Linked DNA regions of Mus musculus: region 2 is linked to region 1. Evidence: chromatin contacts called from public Hi-C data. All regions are on one chromosome and are shown on one strand. Each heading gives the region's core, a stretch centred on a gene start, on an enhancer-like site or on the middle of the called end of the contact. The rest is flanking DNA. Distances are from core to core; before and after follow the strand shown.

Region 1 (7,913 bases), core at 1,862-4,361:
TAGCCCTACTAGACACCGAAACTGCCCTGCTTTGACCTTGGTCTTCTGCTGGAAACTGATTTGTGTTCATTTAGAGGAACAGAGTAGCACCTGCCCAGTGAGCCCCGTGCATATTGTGGATGTCTAAGATCATGAACTTGGGAGAAACATTACTGGTTCTCATAGACCCACCTGGAAGGTGCAGCCTGGGAGGCAGGGGCAGGGGAGTGTGAGCTGTCTGTACTTTCTGCTCAGTTCTCTGGTGAACCTAAAATTATTCTGAAGAATTAAGTCTATTAATAAGACAAATGGAGAGAAAGCCATACCTGCCGAAGTCAGCTCCCCAGTGGCTGACTTCCCTTATGGAAACTAAAGACAGAAACCATCCACAATGTAGTCCACACAGGTCAGGGCCAAGGTAATCACTGCAGCCTACCCACTGTTGGGTTCTACTACAGGTTTGGACATTCCAAGGACTGTATTTGTGAACTGCAGTAACTGTGGGGACCAGCATCTTTGCCTTTTTTGTGCCGTTATGCAGCACTCAAATGGAGTGGCCACGAACACAGCCTTCTCAGCACCCAGCTAGGATGGTGTGCTTCCCGCTACAGAATACTTAAGGAAGGCATGGGAGGTGCCATAGGACTGTAAGCTTTCCTGGCTCATGAGAAGATACTGGATCCAAGGCCCTCAACATTCATGACCTGGCAGAAGCCCAATCTCCTGGCTTTGAAATGTGGGTTCTTTGTGACTCTAGTAGCAGCTTTGACATATGTGGCAAGTAACATTTGCTTGGGGCCACAACCAGGTTAGATTTTCTTCTTTTTCTCTTTGGCTGCTTCATGCTATAGTGTCAGCTTCTGACACCAGGCTCCACCACTGCCTTCTGGAAACTAAGATTCTCAGAAATGATGAGGGCTGCCTAGCACCACACAGAATTGTCACCTGCAAAGAAGTTTTGTTTATGTGGGCTTTAAACAGCCCGGGCTGCATCATCCCATTAAGGTTCTCAGCACCCACATGGTGACTTACATGTGTCTATAACTTCAGTCTTAAGGATCCCAGATAGCCCTCTTCTGGACTTTGCAGGCACCCAGCATGTACATATGTACACTCAGGCAAAACACCCATACACATAAGATGAAAACCAATTACAAAATCGAGCTGGAAATGTGACTTGGGGGTGAAGCACTTTTTTGGGGGGAGTTTACGAGACAGGGTTTCTCTGTGTAGCCCTGGCTGTCCTAGAACTCACTCTGTAGATCAGGCTAGCCTCCAACTCAAGAGATCCGCCTGCCTCTGCCTCCGAGTGCTGGAATTAAAGGTGTGCACCACCACACCCAGGTGGGGGTGAAGCAATTAACCAGGAATGTTTCGGCCCTGGGTTGGATAGCCAGCATGACAACAAGCAAAGATAAACTTTCAGTTTATGAACATAACAGTGAAGTGACAGCTCTATTTTCCAAACTGCTCCCAAATTAATTAAATCTTTAAAGAATGACTTAAAACATTTTATGTGTGTTTTGCCTACATGCATGTCTATACAATGTGTGTGTGTGCCTGGTGCTCACACAGGCCAGAAGAGGGCATCCGGTCTCATGGAACTGAGGTTCCAGACAGTTGTGAGCTGCCATATGGGTGCTGGAAATCAGACCTGGGGGCCTCTGCAAGAGCTGCCAGTGCTTTTAACCACGGAAGCATTTCCCCAGTCCCAATTAAATCTTTTAAATTGGTCTTGAACACTTGGCAGTTCTCCTGCCTCAGCCTTTTCAGGGCTGGGATTATCAGGCATGAGCCACCACACCTAACGAAATTCAAAGGTTTTTGTAGTAAAGCTGGAAACTGGGCCAGCGAGATGACTCAACAGGTAACATTGTTTGCCAGGCAAGTCTGGTAACCCAAGTCTGATCACAGGAACCCAGAGTGTAAAGAAGCAAGTTACTGAATGTTGTGCTTAGACTGCCACATGGGTGACACACACTTTTAAAAAAAGGAAACTACACAGGACAGAGTCCAACAAAAAGATGACAGACGCAAGCATGTAGAACTTACTGCATCAGAATTCCAAGCAGGAACTAAAGCGAGTGAGCCACAGTGGCGACAGAAATGCATCTTAGAGGCGGGACTCCCTCCAGCTCAGGCTGGCCTGGAACACGTTGGTGTCGGCGTCAGACAGTAGTAAGTGAGAAAAACTACTTTTCACCTTTGTTTCAGAAAAAGACCGCACACGTTTCACATATACACAGATGGTAACTTGTGGAGCATGCCAGAGAATTCAGCACTGCTTGGCCCTGGAGAGGGCTGGAGGGTGGGCCTGGGGCCTTAAAGCTGTCATAGAGGAAGCAAAGAAATGGAAGTGGTGTGTAAAAGAAACTGTGAGGACTCTTGGGCTTTACATTCTGCGAGCACCTCTGCCCTACAGGAAGGTGGTGGCACCCTACCTGACTAGCTACAAGCAGCCCTTAGACCCCACCCATCCGCGGTGCTCTGTGAACTTGTTCTTACAGCATTGAGCAACCCCATGCTACCTTCTCCACCCCACCTCCACTCCCCCATCCTGAGCAGCCGCTTGTACTTTCCTATAATGTATGTCAAATTAGCACAAAGTGACATGAAGCTGACACTTTCCTCGCTCTCGTGTCAAGAGACTACCTCCTACCTTTTAAACCATGTGACTATTTTATGTCTTGGGCCCTGACACCTCGCTCACCCAATAATGCAAATCAGACAGGCTGTCTCCCTGCGGTGTGGAGAGAGACAGGTCCATTCAGAACTAGATGGGTAACAGCGGACATCCGTCCCAGGGTACGTGTCACAGCTCAACCCCACGAGCACGTTGGTGTACGGTCCGGTGCCCATCACCCTGGTCTCGACCTCTGCAGCGCCGCCCCGCGGGGGCCCTTTCTGCGAGTCGTGGAGGCCGGGGCGCTGTTCCCAGCGCTGCCGCCAGGGGCCACCGCCGCTCCCCTATGACACAGCAACAATAGGGGCCGCTCTGGCCCGCGCTTCCGCCGGAAACAGGCCGCCGGCGCGGAGGCGGGCCGGATGCGATGGACGGTGACCAGGGCCAATCGGGACCTGGTCGGGGCCGGCCGCGCGGCTGACGGAACTCAATCCGCGGCGAGAGCGGCGGCGGGGCGGGCCAAGCACGGGCTTCCGGCGAGGCCCGGCAGGCGCCGAGGAGGAAGAGCGAGCCCGGACGGTGCCCCTAGGCCGAGTGTGAGCACCGCCAGGTAGGGGCCCGGTGGCGGCAGCGGCGGCTTAGGCGCACGCGGCTCCAGGCTGGGTCGAGCGGCGGGAGGACGGGACGCGGCAGCAGCCGGGGGGCCGAGTCAGTCCGGGCCGGCCGCCGGTGCCCCAGACGCGCCGGGGCCGGACGCAGCGAGGCTCCCTCCGCACGGGCGGGCAGTGACGTCGCGGGAGCAGGGGCTCCGCGGGGCTGCGCTCGGCCCTGCGCACAGCCCTGGCCTTGCGCAGCCTGGCGCGCTCCCGCTCCCGGGCAGTCGCGGGCCGACCGGCGTATGGGTGGGACATTGAGCACGCGACGCGGAACGACGGGCCTCGCTCTGTTTTTTCAGGATGACGACTTCAGGCGCTCTGTTCCCAAGCCTGGTGCCCGGCTCTCGGGGGTCTTCTACCAAATATTTGGTGGAGTTCCGGGCAGGAAAAATGTCATTAAAAGGAACTACGGTCACCCCAGATAAACGGAAAGGTCTCGTGTACATCCAGCAGACGGACGACTCCCTTATTCACTTCTGTTGGAAAGACAGGACCTCTGGGACCGTGGAGGATGTGAGTGCCTGTAGCCAGAACAGGCCAGCGGGGCAAGAGCAGGGAATATGGCTTCATCTTCCATAGATTAGTGTAGGGGTCCCAAGGTTGGCAGAGTGCTCCAGTCACTCTGTGAAGCCATGCACCCCGTGGTGACCATGGTTCTTAAGGTTTTAGCAGAGACAGCCTGCTGACAGGGTGATAGGGTGGGCTGGTGGCCTCAGCCCTGGCCTTAAACTTCCAGTCTTGTGGAGGAGTGTGCAGATATGACCCTCACCACAGCCTCGGGTAGTTTAGCGCTCTGAAGAGGCTGCTTTCCTTGGGGCTCTTTGTCTCCCAAAGTACATTGTTCTTTGTTACACTTAGGAGCAGCTAGCCAGAGTTGGTTGACCTTTTACTTCTTGGAACACAGTTCCAGAATGTTTCTGTTAAGTCGTCTGGTCCTCAGAGAGCACTTTTTCTATTCCTCCAGTCTGGGCCCTCTTCTGTTTGTCTTCACTGGGGTCTGAGACTTCTTGACTCCACCCTGTTATTGGGGTCCAGCAAATATTCAGGGACCTAAGCCTTGGTGGTACACACTTGTGTGCCTCTGTCTATCTGTCGTCTGACTGTCCTCCTTGTGTCGCCAGGACTTGATTATCTTTCCTGATGACTGTGAGTTCAAGCGGGTACCTCAGTGCCCCAGTGGGAGGGTCTACGTGCTCAAGTTTAAGGCAGGGTCCAAGCGGCTCTTCTTCTGGATGCAGGTAAGCAGGAGAGTGGTCTACTCTGTCTTTCCTTGTGATTCACTTGGGGTTACTTTCCCCACATTAGAAGGTGCTGACCTGGAGGGCCTGGTCTGGCTGCGTTCCTACCACGGTGGCTAGCTGGTGGTTAGGCACCGGAGCCCCGCTCGTGGACTTATCTGTAGGCACACAGCTCCAGGGCCTCAGGTCTTCCATTACTCCATGGCCACGAATTTTAGCTCCCAGAGGTGACGCCCTCTGTTCTCTCAGCAGTTGAACGTCCCCCACTTAAGCTCTTCTGTGCTGTGTGTTGCGAGGCCCTTCAGTGTCATGGCTCCTGCATCTCACCCACATCTGCAGTGTCCCTCAAATGCAGTCTCCACAGTCTGCCACCTGTTGGAGACCATTGGCATATTTGTGTTTCTTATACTGTTAATGTGGTTCTGCTGTGGTATGGGACATGGGCTCTCTCTTGGGTATGTGGGTCCAGTCTGGAGTCAGGGCTAGACTTGGGGTATGTTCAAGGGTGGGGTACACAGCCATTACCATTGTCATCCTGTGAAAGGGGGCAACAAGCAGCTATTTGTCTGCAAAGTACCAGGAGGGGAGGGGCTTCCTCTCAGCCTGGGTTCTGGTCACCTGAGCACAAGGATCTAGAACACAGAGAGGACAAGGGGTGTGGCCCCTTTGCCTGGTGGTGGGGATCAGTTCGTTCCCTGCACGGCTCACCAGGAGCCATACAGTGAAGGCACTGCAGTCTTGCATTGTGATCATTGGCTCTGGGGCCTTCTCACTGTTGCCATTGCTGTCCTATTGAGCTGTGCTGTCACATTTGTAGTGCTGCCTCTCCAGTCACTGTGTGCGCGCGCTGATTGAGGCTAGCTGGCCACATGGGTGCAGGGAGCCGCTCCTTGTGCAGACTGCTCAGCTTTGGCTCTTTGCATATGCTCTCTGGCAGGAGCCCAAGACTGACCAAGATGAGGAGCACTGCCGGAAAGTCAACGAGTGTCTGAACAACCCCCCCATGCCTGGGTCACTGGGAGCAAGTGGGAGTAGTGGCCATGAGCTTTCAGCACTGGGCGGTAATTATCACCTAGACCTGCGTGGGGCATTGTCCTTCAGTGACTGGGGACACTGTGAGGCAGAGCCTGCTTGATAAGTTCTGGTTCTTTCTTTCCTCCCATCTACACAGAGCTCACCTGCTCCCTGCTGCCTCCTTCCAGAGGCTGTTACTCCCTCAGTGGTTCTTGGGTAGGGCCAAGGCCAAGCATCTGCCATAGAGTGCAGTGCTCACAAGGGTCTAGGTCCTGGCCAAGGCCACCACAGCAGGCCCATGTCTGATTCCTGTGTTTACCAGGTGAGGGTGGCCTGCAGAGCCTGTTGGGGAACATGAGTCACAGCCAGCTTATGCAGCTCATCGGACCAGCCGGCCTGGGAGGACTGGGTAATGCCCCGCTGTCCCTGGCTCCCTCCCATAGGTGCCCTTTCAGTGCTTGCTTGCAGACCCGGGGTTTTCTCTCAGCCATGTCTGTGTGTTCCCTGTGCCGCTCCTTTGGAAGGTGCTTGTCTGCTGGGTGGGTGGAGAGGGCCTGGTCTAGCATGTGTATATGGAGTTTACCTGGGGTACAGCACAAGTGGTACAGTTACTTAGAAGGCACTGTTCTGGCTGAGATTGGCCTGTTCGTGAGTATGAGTGTGGGTGGGGTGGAAATGACCTAACTCAGTAGAATAGCTTTTAGAATGCAGACTAGTATGGCGTGGTCACTACAGCCTCTTGTGGCTACCTAACCCTCCCTGTTCATCCCTTGGTGTTGGTATTGGAATATGTAGCTTCTCTTACTGGTGGACATGGGTTAGTGTCTTCTCAAGTGGGCTGGAGGGTGTATCTAGCACACATTTCTTTATTTCTGTAGGTGGACTTGGGGCCCTCACTGGGCCAGGCCTGGCCAGCTTGCTGGGGAGCAGTGGACCTCCAGCCAGCAGCTCTTCATCCAGGTGAGCTCCATCCCCCAATGCCTGACATGAATACCAGGCACTACCTAGCACCAGCCAGCACCTTCTCCTTTTCTGAACTCACTCAGGAGATAGGGTAGAGGGTCCCCGTTACCTCAACTTGTTGCCTGGGGAGGTGGGCCTGCAGACCTGAGGAGTAAGTAGCCCTGAAGCATGGTGGGCCTAGCTGCTCCAGCCCTTGCTCACTTTCCCCAGCTCCCGGAGCCAGTCGGCAGCCGTCACCCCATCCTCCTCCACCTCTTCCGCTCGCGCCACCCCAGCCCCTTCTGCCCCAGCAGCTGCCTCGGCAACCAGCCCAAGCCCCGCACCCAGCTCAGGTAATGGAACCAGCACAGCAGCCAGCCCGACCCAGCCCATCCAGCTGAGCGACCTCCAGAGCATTCTGGCCACTATGAACGTGCCGGCAGGGCCAGGAGGCAGCCAGCAAGGTAAAGAGCTGTGGGTGGGTGCTCACAGGGTGAAGGACTGCTGACCATAAACTCCATGACTCCTGGAGATGTGGAGCCTGGTGTCCATGGCGTCCAGCCACACCTGCCTACCTCATGCTGCCCTGCGGACAGGCTCCCAGTCTCCTGCCCTCTGGGTGCCTGGGTTAGCATCAGGCCACTGATGGCCACCTTGCTTGTGCCCTAGTGGATCTGGCGAGTGTGCTGACCCCAGAGATCATGGCTCCCATCCTTGCCAATGCAGACGTTCAGGAGCGCCTGCTGCCCTACCTGCCCTCTGGGGAGTCTCTGCCCCAGACTGCAGATGAGATCCAGAACACATTAACCTCGCCCCAGTTCCAGCAGGTATGGATGTCCATGGCACTCTCTGTACCTGTGTCTTTTAGCTTTGGTGGGTCTGGTGCCTTCGGCACCCAGGTCTGCATGGCTGCTCCTTGTTGCAGGCCCTGGGTATGTTCAGTGCGGCCTTGGCCTCAGGACAGCTTGGCCCTCTCATGTGCCAGTTCGGCCTTCCTGCAGAGGCTGTTGAGGCCGCCAACAAAGGTGGTGAGTACTGATCCCCCATCGGCCAGAGCCAACCCTGTGTTTGTGGAATGCTAGAGGCTGGCTGCCTGGGTGGTAGCCCTAGCCTGAGGTTTAGTTAGGCCTCTGTGGCTGTTTCAGATGTGGAAGCATTTGCCAAAGCCATGCAGAACAATGCCAAATCGGACCCAAAGGAGGGCGACACAAAAGACAAGAAAGACGAAGAAGAAGATATGAGTCTAGACTAAATTATTCAGTGTCCGTCCCCAAGTTGGAATTGGTAGCTGTGTGATTCCGTAGTGGTGATTGTGATTTGCCCACCTCACTAATAAAGTCCTTCCTTGTACCTGTCCAGTATGGTCTGGGCCTGTGTTACTTGCATCTCTGCTCTGGGCTCTGTACCCCACCACCATTGCTGTTTATAAATCAACACACTCAAGTCAAACAAGTCATTTTA
Region 2 (7,913 bases), core at 3,409-5,908, 36 kb after region 1:
TTTGAGCGATCTACGTGGTTAAGAGGCATCCTTGAAGTAATAAGGGAAGGAAGGAGTCAGTATAAAGTGCAAGGCTGGCCAATGGGTAAAAGTCCTACAACTCTGCCCTGGGGGCTTCTCCCTTGGGAGACAGAGCCCCCAAGGAGGCCTTGCAAAGGACACAAGAGCGTCTACAGATGCCACACATGACAGACTTGGGCCCAACTCCATTTAATGAAGCAATCTGGTAAAATGCTGTAAAAGAATGTTTTGGAATGACTATAAACAAAGGAATCTAAAAATAGGCGGATGTGAAAAATGACTAGTTAGAACTTCTAGAATCGAAAGAATGCAATTATTAAATTATTAAAAAAAAAAAAAAGCCAAGCCCAGTGTGGTGGGGCATGCCTTTAATCTTGGCAGTTGGGAGGCAGAGGCAGGTGAATCTGTGAAACCAAGGCTAATCTTGTATGTATAGAGAACTCCAGGCTAGCCTCATCTACATTGTGAGCCAACCAGAGCCACATGGAGAGACTCTGGGAATAGAACCTGGAGCTGGAGAGCTGGCTCAGTGGTTAGAGCGCTGCTACTTTTCCAAGGCCAGGGTTGGATTTCTAGTACCCGCATGGGTCTGACACCCTCTTCCGTCCTCCTCAGGTACAAGGGACACATGTGGGACACATACATACGTGCAGGCAAAACACTCATACATATAAAAATTTAGAAATGCTTTTTAAAGGAAAATGCAATTAAGGATTTTCAACACCGTAGGTAAACAACAGAATAGACAGAGCTAACAGGGGCATTCTCTGAGGGGACATTCTCCGAGGGGACATTCTCTGAGGGAAGGCCGCTGAGAAGACAAAAGGAAAACACAAGGTGTTTTCAGACAGGGACCACTGCAAGAGGGCACAGAAGAGAGCAAGGAAGACCATGGCCACCCAATTAACAAAGACACATGCATTCTGAGATCTCAGAACCAGAGACATCCCCCTCCACACTTCCGACTGATCCACAGGGTACACAGGCAGAGGTCATAAAAACACAGCAGCAACGCCAACATCAACTCAAGGAACCCTGGCCCGACGAGGACCTAATGCTGACCCAGGTAAAGAGCTCCTCCAAAGGTCCGAAGGCACAGTCATCAAAAGAGAATCAAAGCCAACAATGCCCTAGCTCAGCAGCCGTCTTCCAAAGGTGACTGGCAGACGGTCACCCACTAAGCGGCACACTGTGGAAAATGGAAAGCGGTCCAGTGGAACAAGGGGCCGTGAGAACAGGAACCGGGAACTAGAAGGTGACAGAGACGCTGGACAGAGACAAGTGTCCCAGGTGGGAGGGCTGTGGGGCTGAGGACCAGGTCATGTGGGGAGGAGCCGGGTATCTCTGAACATCTGGGTCTGCCGGAGCCAGGCAAACCTGTGACAGAATGCAGGCTGCCAGGCCTTGTGGGACACCCTGTCATCACAGCTGCCCTAGAGGCTGAGACAGAAAGTCTGCCCAGGGTACAGTGAGTTCAAGACAAGCCTGTGCACAACAAAAAGCAAGAACCCTGGGCTGGGGCTCACTGGTACAGTGCTTGCTTAGCATGCACAAGACTTAGCTTCTTCATCAGACGTAGAGCCACGGTATGGCCGGGTGGGGGTAAGGACCACACTGGATAGACAGGATGGGGGAAAGGCGGCAATGAGACCTCCCCTCTCTGCTGCAGTAACAGACGACCTCATCTCTAAGGAGGCAGCAAGTGAGGAATGAAAGAATGCATTGGCTGGTTTGAGAGCACAGGCTGGAGCTCTGAGATAATATTTTGTTGAAGTCTGTGGCTCTGGGGAAAAATGCCAGCATACACTATTCCTCAAGCCCTGAAAGGAGGGCTGGGCTCAGTTCAGGCCTGAACATGTGAAACTGGCCCAGTGGTGAGCCTCTCCCATCAGGTAAGGATGGACCCAGATGCTGGGCCCCACTTCCTCTAAGGCTAATTTGGTTTACTAATGGGCCTCATCCATTCCTGGCCATAGGGAGCTGTACTCCCACTTGGCATTTAATTTCCCAGGGCAATCAGTGGTGCCTGGAGCCGCACTGCCAAAGACTCATTTCCATAAGTGTCCCCAGAAGGCTAGGACTGCAGCCTGCAGGAGACAGCTTCATCAGTGTGTGTGTGTGTGTGTGTGTGTGTGTGTGTGTGTGTGTGTGCGCACGCGCGCGCACGAGAGCATGCATGCTAGCTCTCATCCCAGTATCTTAGCTTCATCTTCTTCCTCTATAACCTGGAGCCTGTAAGGCCCCAGGAAAGACCCTATACTGAGTTCAGCTCAAGACTTAGGACCAAAAACTTTGAGGCAATGGGGGTGGCAGGTAAGCTGCTTGCATCTTGTAGGAGTGTTCTGGGGCACGCTGAGGGGACAAGGGAGGGGGCTGCCTGGCTGATGTACTGGGTAGGACATGAGTGTCTCACATGGGCTACCCACTGCCAGCTCCGCCCTGCATCTCTATCCCAGCCACCTCCAGCTCTGCCCTGCGGCTCTATCCTCGCCTGTCCCTGCTTTGTTCTGACTCGTGGCTCCTGGAGGTGGAGAGTGATGGATCCTGGCTACCTCCTCAGAGCAGCTGTGCTTATTTATGCCCACAGGGCCTTGTCTGTTAGAAGCTCAATATTTGGCTGCTGCTAGTGGGGAGGGAAGGGAAAAAGAGGAAAGGAGGGGCGATGCCGAGAACAGCTTCCAGGCAGAGTAAGGGCTATGGTGCCAGGCTCTGGTCATCCATTTAGATAAGGGCTTACTGGGGTAGTCAGGCCACCAAAGGCTCTAGATTTGTGTGGTGGCATCTGGTGGTGGGTGGAGTAGATACTGGGTGCTTCTGCCTAATCAGCTGGCTCTGGATGGGTTATGGGAGCTTGGCTGTCAGGCCCAGGGCCAGGCTAAAGCGCTGATTACTCACAAGAGGTTACATGAGCACTAGGTACACTAAATGGGGAACACTTGCTGCTCCTGTCCTTGACCTTGGCCCTTGCCCTGAGTGTGAGGAAAGAAGGAGGAAGGCAACAGAGAGTCTTTGTGCCCTAAGGAAGTACATAAAGCGGAGCTGGGATGGGCTGCCTGGACATATGGGACACATCCACCTGGGGATACAGGTGTGTGCCAAGGGATCATGGCTATCACTGATGCCCATCCCAAGGGCCCTGAGTCCGTGGCATCAGGTAAGCCGCCACTCAAGACCAGGACAACCTGAGAGGCTCACATAGTTCTACCTCTTCGGAAGGGAAAACAGAAACTCGGTGTAGCAGCCAGTGCAGGTCCCATTGGGAAGTCAGAGCTGTGATGGGCAGGTAGGTAGATGAGGACAGACAGACAGAGAGCCACAGGTCTCACCTGAAAGGATCCAATGGGTCCTTGGCGTCACAGACATCTGCGTGGCCATGACAGACACAGCGCCCACCAATGCTGATGTCTTTGATGCTGTAATAATACTACAGTGGAAGCCATGAGCATTAGGTGTCACCTGACCATGCCACCTACACCAACCCACCCCCTCTCCCCCAGAGCTTCTACAAGTCTCCAGTCACACCCACGTGCTCACCCTGCGGGTGACTGTGGGGTCCCGCAGCGCCTTGCCCATGAGGTGGCCCAGTAGCGTGTTGGTTCGCAGAAACCGCAAGCGGATGTTGGTGGCTTTGGTGAAGTCTCGAAGTAACGGTGAGTAGGAGAAGTTCAAGGCCCCAGGGCGCCCATTTACCAAGGACACCACAATCTGCAGAAGGTGTGGTAGATGAGGCCAGGCTCAGAAACAACAGGGACCCACCACCCCCAGACAAGCACAGCTGTGCAACCCACCTCGCCATTCTCCAAAGGCACTATTCGCGAGTATTCTGTGGTGCAGATGACGTCGTCGTCCTGCGTGATGCGCTCTAGAGTCCGAGGTCCAAACCGCTCCAAACAATCCCTCTTGGAGGCTGCAGGAAACGGGTAAGAAGGTAGAGTAACAGATGCCAGATACAGACTCCCATCCTGGGCCCCAGCCTAGCATCCTTGTGTTGCCTACACACTCCGAAACACAGATTGCTGCCCCACGTTCTACTGACCAGCAGGGGTTATCAAACAGACAGCAAAACCCTAGCTAGGGGCTAGAGAGATAGCTCAGAGGTTAAGATAAGCACTGGCCGTTCTTCCAGAGGTCTTGAGTTCAATTCTTAGCAACCACATGGTGGCTCGCAACCATCTATAATGAGATCTGGTGTCCTCTTCTGGTCTGCAGGCATATATGCAGACAGAATGCTGTATACATATAACTCTTTTTTAAAAAAATAAATAAATCTTAAAACAAAACCCTAGCTCAATGTAGACTGGACTGCAGAGCCTTTGCTACCACGATGCCCAGGCCTCTTCCTGGGACATGCCAGAGAATGGTGTTCCTTAACTTCTCTGCAGGCGCAGTCTGCAGTTGCCCCTCTCTTACTCTTGGCCAGGGAGTTTTGGGGGACGTGTCACCAGGCCTATCTAATCAGAGTACCCCCACCCTGCCAACAAAACTGGTCAGGTGGCATGTGGCCGGCTGGGCCTGCCAAGGACTCCAGCTGTCTCCTGCCACAGGCAGTAAAGCTGGCAGGAGGTAGGCCCACAGCTGCCAGAGCTGCTTTGTTTCCACGGGAGCCGCCTGAGCTCAAGCCTATCTAGAGGAGCCATAAAATGGCCCAAAGATTCCTGGTACCACCAGTGTAACACCAGCTATGTCCAAGGTCAAGCGTGGGAGTCGATAAGCTCCCATCTACCCCTAGGTGGCGCTGGCAGCAATGAACCCTAAAGAGGCCATCACAGGGGTCAGGGCTTGCTTGGCATCAGGGGCCTTGAAGCAACTATAGGCCTACCGCAAGGACTCCAGTCCTGCAGCTAAGGACACTCACAGGCAAAGAACTGCCACGGCTGATAAGTGTGACCGAAGTCTGTGGACCGCTCCAGCACCCAGAGGTCAGGCCGAGGTGAGTTGGCAAACTTGATGAGCACATAGGCCACATGGAACACCTGCAGGGGACAGGGGGTGTGACATCAGACACTGTGTCCCTCCATGTAGCTTCCTGCACTCTTAGGTGTGAGGTACAGCAGGCGACGCAGAGGCAGGTCTGTGACGAAATCTTCAGGTTTGACTCTGAAATGTCTTCCCCAGCAGGCTCCTGTTTTGAAAGCTTGGTCCCAGCTGGTGGCACCATTTTGGGGACACGTGGGCTATTGTGGGGACATGTGGAACCCTTAGGAAGTGAGGCCTAACTGAAGGAAGTGGGTCACTAGGAGCCTTGAAGACCTAGTTCCTATCCACCATGACGCGACAGGCTTTGACAGCATGCTCCCGTTGCCATGGACTGAGGTACATACCTTTAATCCCAGCCCTCGAGAGGCAGAGGCTGGAAGATCTAAGTTTGAGGCCAACCTGGTCTACATAGTAAGTTCCAGGACAGCCAGGACTATTACAAAGAGAAACCCCCGTCTCAGGAAAAAAAAAAAAATCTGATACCAAAGTAGTTAGGTTGCTGCTATCACTAAAGCACATGGTCCCCATATGCTTTAAATCACATGGCCTCCAAACTCTGGAACTGGTGTGAAAGGAATATGGAAGATTGGGAAATGTAGGTTATAAAAGTCTAGAAGCTGAGCTGGAGAGATGGCTCAGTGGTTAAGAGCACAGGCTGCTCTTCCAGAGGTCCTGAGTTCAATTCCCAGCAACCACATGGTGACTCACAACCATCTATATATAATGAGATCTTGGGCCCTCTTCTGGCACGCAGGTGTACATGCAGATACTCAAACATTAAATTTTAAAATCTTTAAAAAAGAAAAGGAGAAGTCTAGAAGCTGGAGGTGGAGCTTGCTGGGCCATTCTGATGCAAGCATGAACACCAGGACCTCAGTAGAAATACAGGCAATGGTGCCAACAAGGAGATACCTCCCTGCACAAAGCATCTCTCACATGATAACCTGACTCCCATCCCCAGAGCCCAACATGAAGATGGAAGGAAAGGAGGCTCCACATGTGTACCACAGCCCACATGCACACACAAACACATACACACATGTACATAAATAAATACACATAAAACATAGTAAAGCAAAGTGGACAGGAGGCTGGAGAGGCGGCTCAGGCTTAAGAACACAAGCCGCTCTTCCAGAGAACCCAGCTTTGATTCCTAGCACCCACGTGGAAGCTCACAAATTTGTAACTCCGGTCCTGGGAGTTTCAAGACTCTCTTCTGGCACCAGGCATGCATATGTGGTACACAGACATGAGGTTTCAGATTAGAACAGTTATCCCATAGAAAATCAGACTGGGGTCATTCTGGGAAGGAATCTGCCCACATTTTGCCTGTGCCCAGAAATTGTGAGAGAAGCTAAATTCAAAAGGAATGAACTAATGAATGCTGTGGGGTAAAAGTCAACATAGCATCCAGGCTGTGTCATGGTTATTGCTGGCTGCCTTCGGTCAGATTTACAACCAGAATCAGGAAGAAAAAAAACGGAGCAAAGATGTAGAGGATGTAAGTATAGCGGAAAGGCAGCTTGTTTAAATACAATTAAGAGACTAGCAACTTTAATTAGAAGTTACATAATTAGCACTTGGAAAATAAGAAAGGTCCCTGGAGGCCTTCAATGCAGTAAGGTGACTCCATCAGGTTCCACGGTGAAACCGTCAGCTCTCCTGAAAAGCTGCTGCCCTTGGCAGAAGGCTAACTAGGAACATGGCCTCACAGTTTCAGGTATCTGTAGCTGTGCACAAGGGGCCCACCTATTGCTCAGGCTGGTGACAGATAGAAGGTGGCATCACCTATATGGTAGCAGATTTGCTGGAGTGGAGTTATGGTGTCACAGAGGCTTCTAACAAGATTTCTGAGAAAAAGCCCATCAGGTTTCTAACAGAGTCAGGTTCCAAACGAAGCCCAAGCTATAGCAAGGACCTAGCCATTGGCCAGGTCAGGAATTTACAAAATCTATAAAGAAATGCTACAGGCACCAAGTGGAGTCAACCCCAGAGAAACTATGTAGCCAACAGCAAGCCATTTGGACAGGGCCACCTGCATGGCAGAGCTCGGACTGCCACTGTATGCCACAAATGTTGAGCATATAGCTACAGGATTTAATGTTTGTCCTTTGGCTTTGATCATTCTTTCCTTTTAGGATAGGAATGTCAGGGTTTTGTTTGTTTGTTTGTTTTTGTTTTTTAGAGACAGTATTTCTCTATATAGCCCTGGCTGTCCTGGAACTCACTCTGTAGACCAGGCTGGCCTTGAACTCAGAAATCCACCTGCCTCTGCCTCCCAAGTGCTGGGATTAAGGGCATGCCTGGCACACAGTTTTTTGGTTTTTGGTTTTTTAAAAAGATTTTATGTATATGAGTATACTGTCACTATCTTCAGATACACCAGAAGAGGGCATCAGATCCCATTACAGATGGTTGTGAGCCACCATGTGGTTGCTGGGAACTGAACTCAGGATCTTTGGAAGAGCAGTCAGTGCTCTTAACCGCTGAGCCACCTCTCCAGCCCTGTGATGCACACTTTTAATTGCAGCACTTGGGAGGCAGAGGCAGGCAGATCTCTGTGAGTCTAAGGCCAATTTGGCCTACATAATGAGTTTCAGGACAGCCAGGGCTATATAGTGAGACCTTGTCTCAAAAAAATAGATAGGTAAATAAATTTTAAAAAGGAATGATACTGTTATTTTATACTGGAAGTAGCTTCTAGTTCTTACAGATGTTAAGAGTCTGCCCTGAGTCCAGAGGATACTTTGAACTCTGGATTTGTGAAGTGTTGGGATTGCCACAGCCTGGCCAGTCCCAGCCTTGAGTTCTCAGCCATCACAGGACACCTTCTCAGCAAAGCACTCTGATGGACTAACAAACCACCTCTGCCCTGAACATCCCAAGGGCCATCCTCTCTTCACAGGCTCCCGCCC

What was found. A called contact is a pair of places that touch in the nucleus more often than the background predicts.
Region 2: a Hi-C map of differentiating embryonic stem cells shows a contact between it and region 1, with 1.8 times the contacts expected there. The contact joins the enhancer-like site here to the promoter of Adrm1 in region 1. A contact is called at or near these places in 4 of 39 promoter capture datasets (embryonic stem cells and macrophages), 1 of 15 datasets of contacts at CTCF or cohesin (the NIH/3T3 cell line), 49 of 484 Hi-C or Micro-C datasets (the 4T1 cell line, the AML12 cell line, the C2C12 cell line and 13 more), 6 of 115 datasets of contacts at active chromatin or transcription factors (embryonic stem cells, epiblast stem cells, extraembryonic endoderm stem cells and 2 more) and 4 of 9 other capture datasets (adipose tissue, embryonic stem cells, liver and 1 more).

The regions. Positions count from the first base shown.
Region 1 is chr2:180,168,477-180,176,389 of GRCm38.p6, forward strand. Adrm1 (adhesion regulating molecule 1) reads left to right here and starts at 3,112. Exons shown (of 10, transcript NM_019822.3): 1 at 3,112-3,212; 2 at 3,558-3,771; 3 at 4,380-4,496; 4 at 5,434-5,557; 5 at 5,833-5,919; 6 at 6,389-6,470; 7 at 6,684-6,916; 8 at 7,122-7,279; 9 at 7,378-7,480; 10 at 7,598-7,807. The coding sequence starts at 3,559. The coding sequence ends at 7,704. Gm29886 (a long non-coding RNA gene) reads right to left here and starts at 2,774. Exons shown (of 4, transcript XR_867152.3): 1 at 2,690-2,774; 2 at 2,032-2,307. Lama5 (laminin, alpha 5) reads right to left here. Exons shown (of 79, transcript NM_001081171.2): 79 at 7,897-7,913.
Region 2 is chr2:180,203,378-180,211,290 of GRCm38.p6, forward strand. It overlaps Lama5 (laminin, alpha 5), which reads right to left. Exons shown (of 79, transcript NM_001081171.2): 3 at 4,877-4,994; 4 at 3,810-3,928; 5 at 3,556-3,726; 6 at 3,348-3,445. Among named protein-coding and RNA genes, the nearest start is that of Gm52542, 17 kb to the right of the region's middle. Within about 2 kb of position 4,659, at least 26 of the 459 cell types and tissues checked have an H3K27ac peak or open chromatin away from gene starts, as enhancers often do. A contact at or near this core is called in the G1E-ER4 cell line, differentiating embryonic stem cells, embryonic fibroblasts and 2 more, where this site is marked.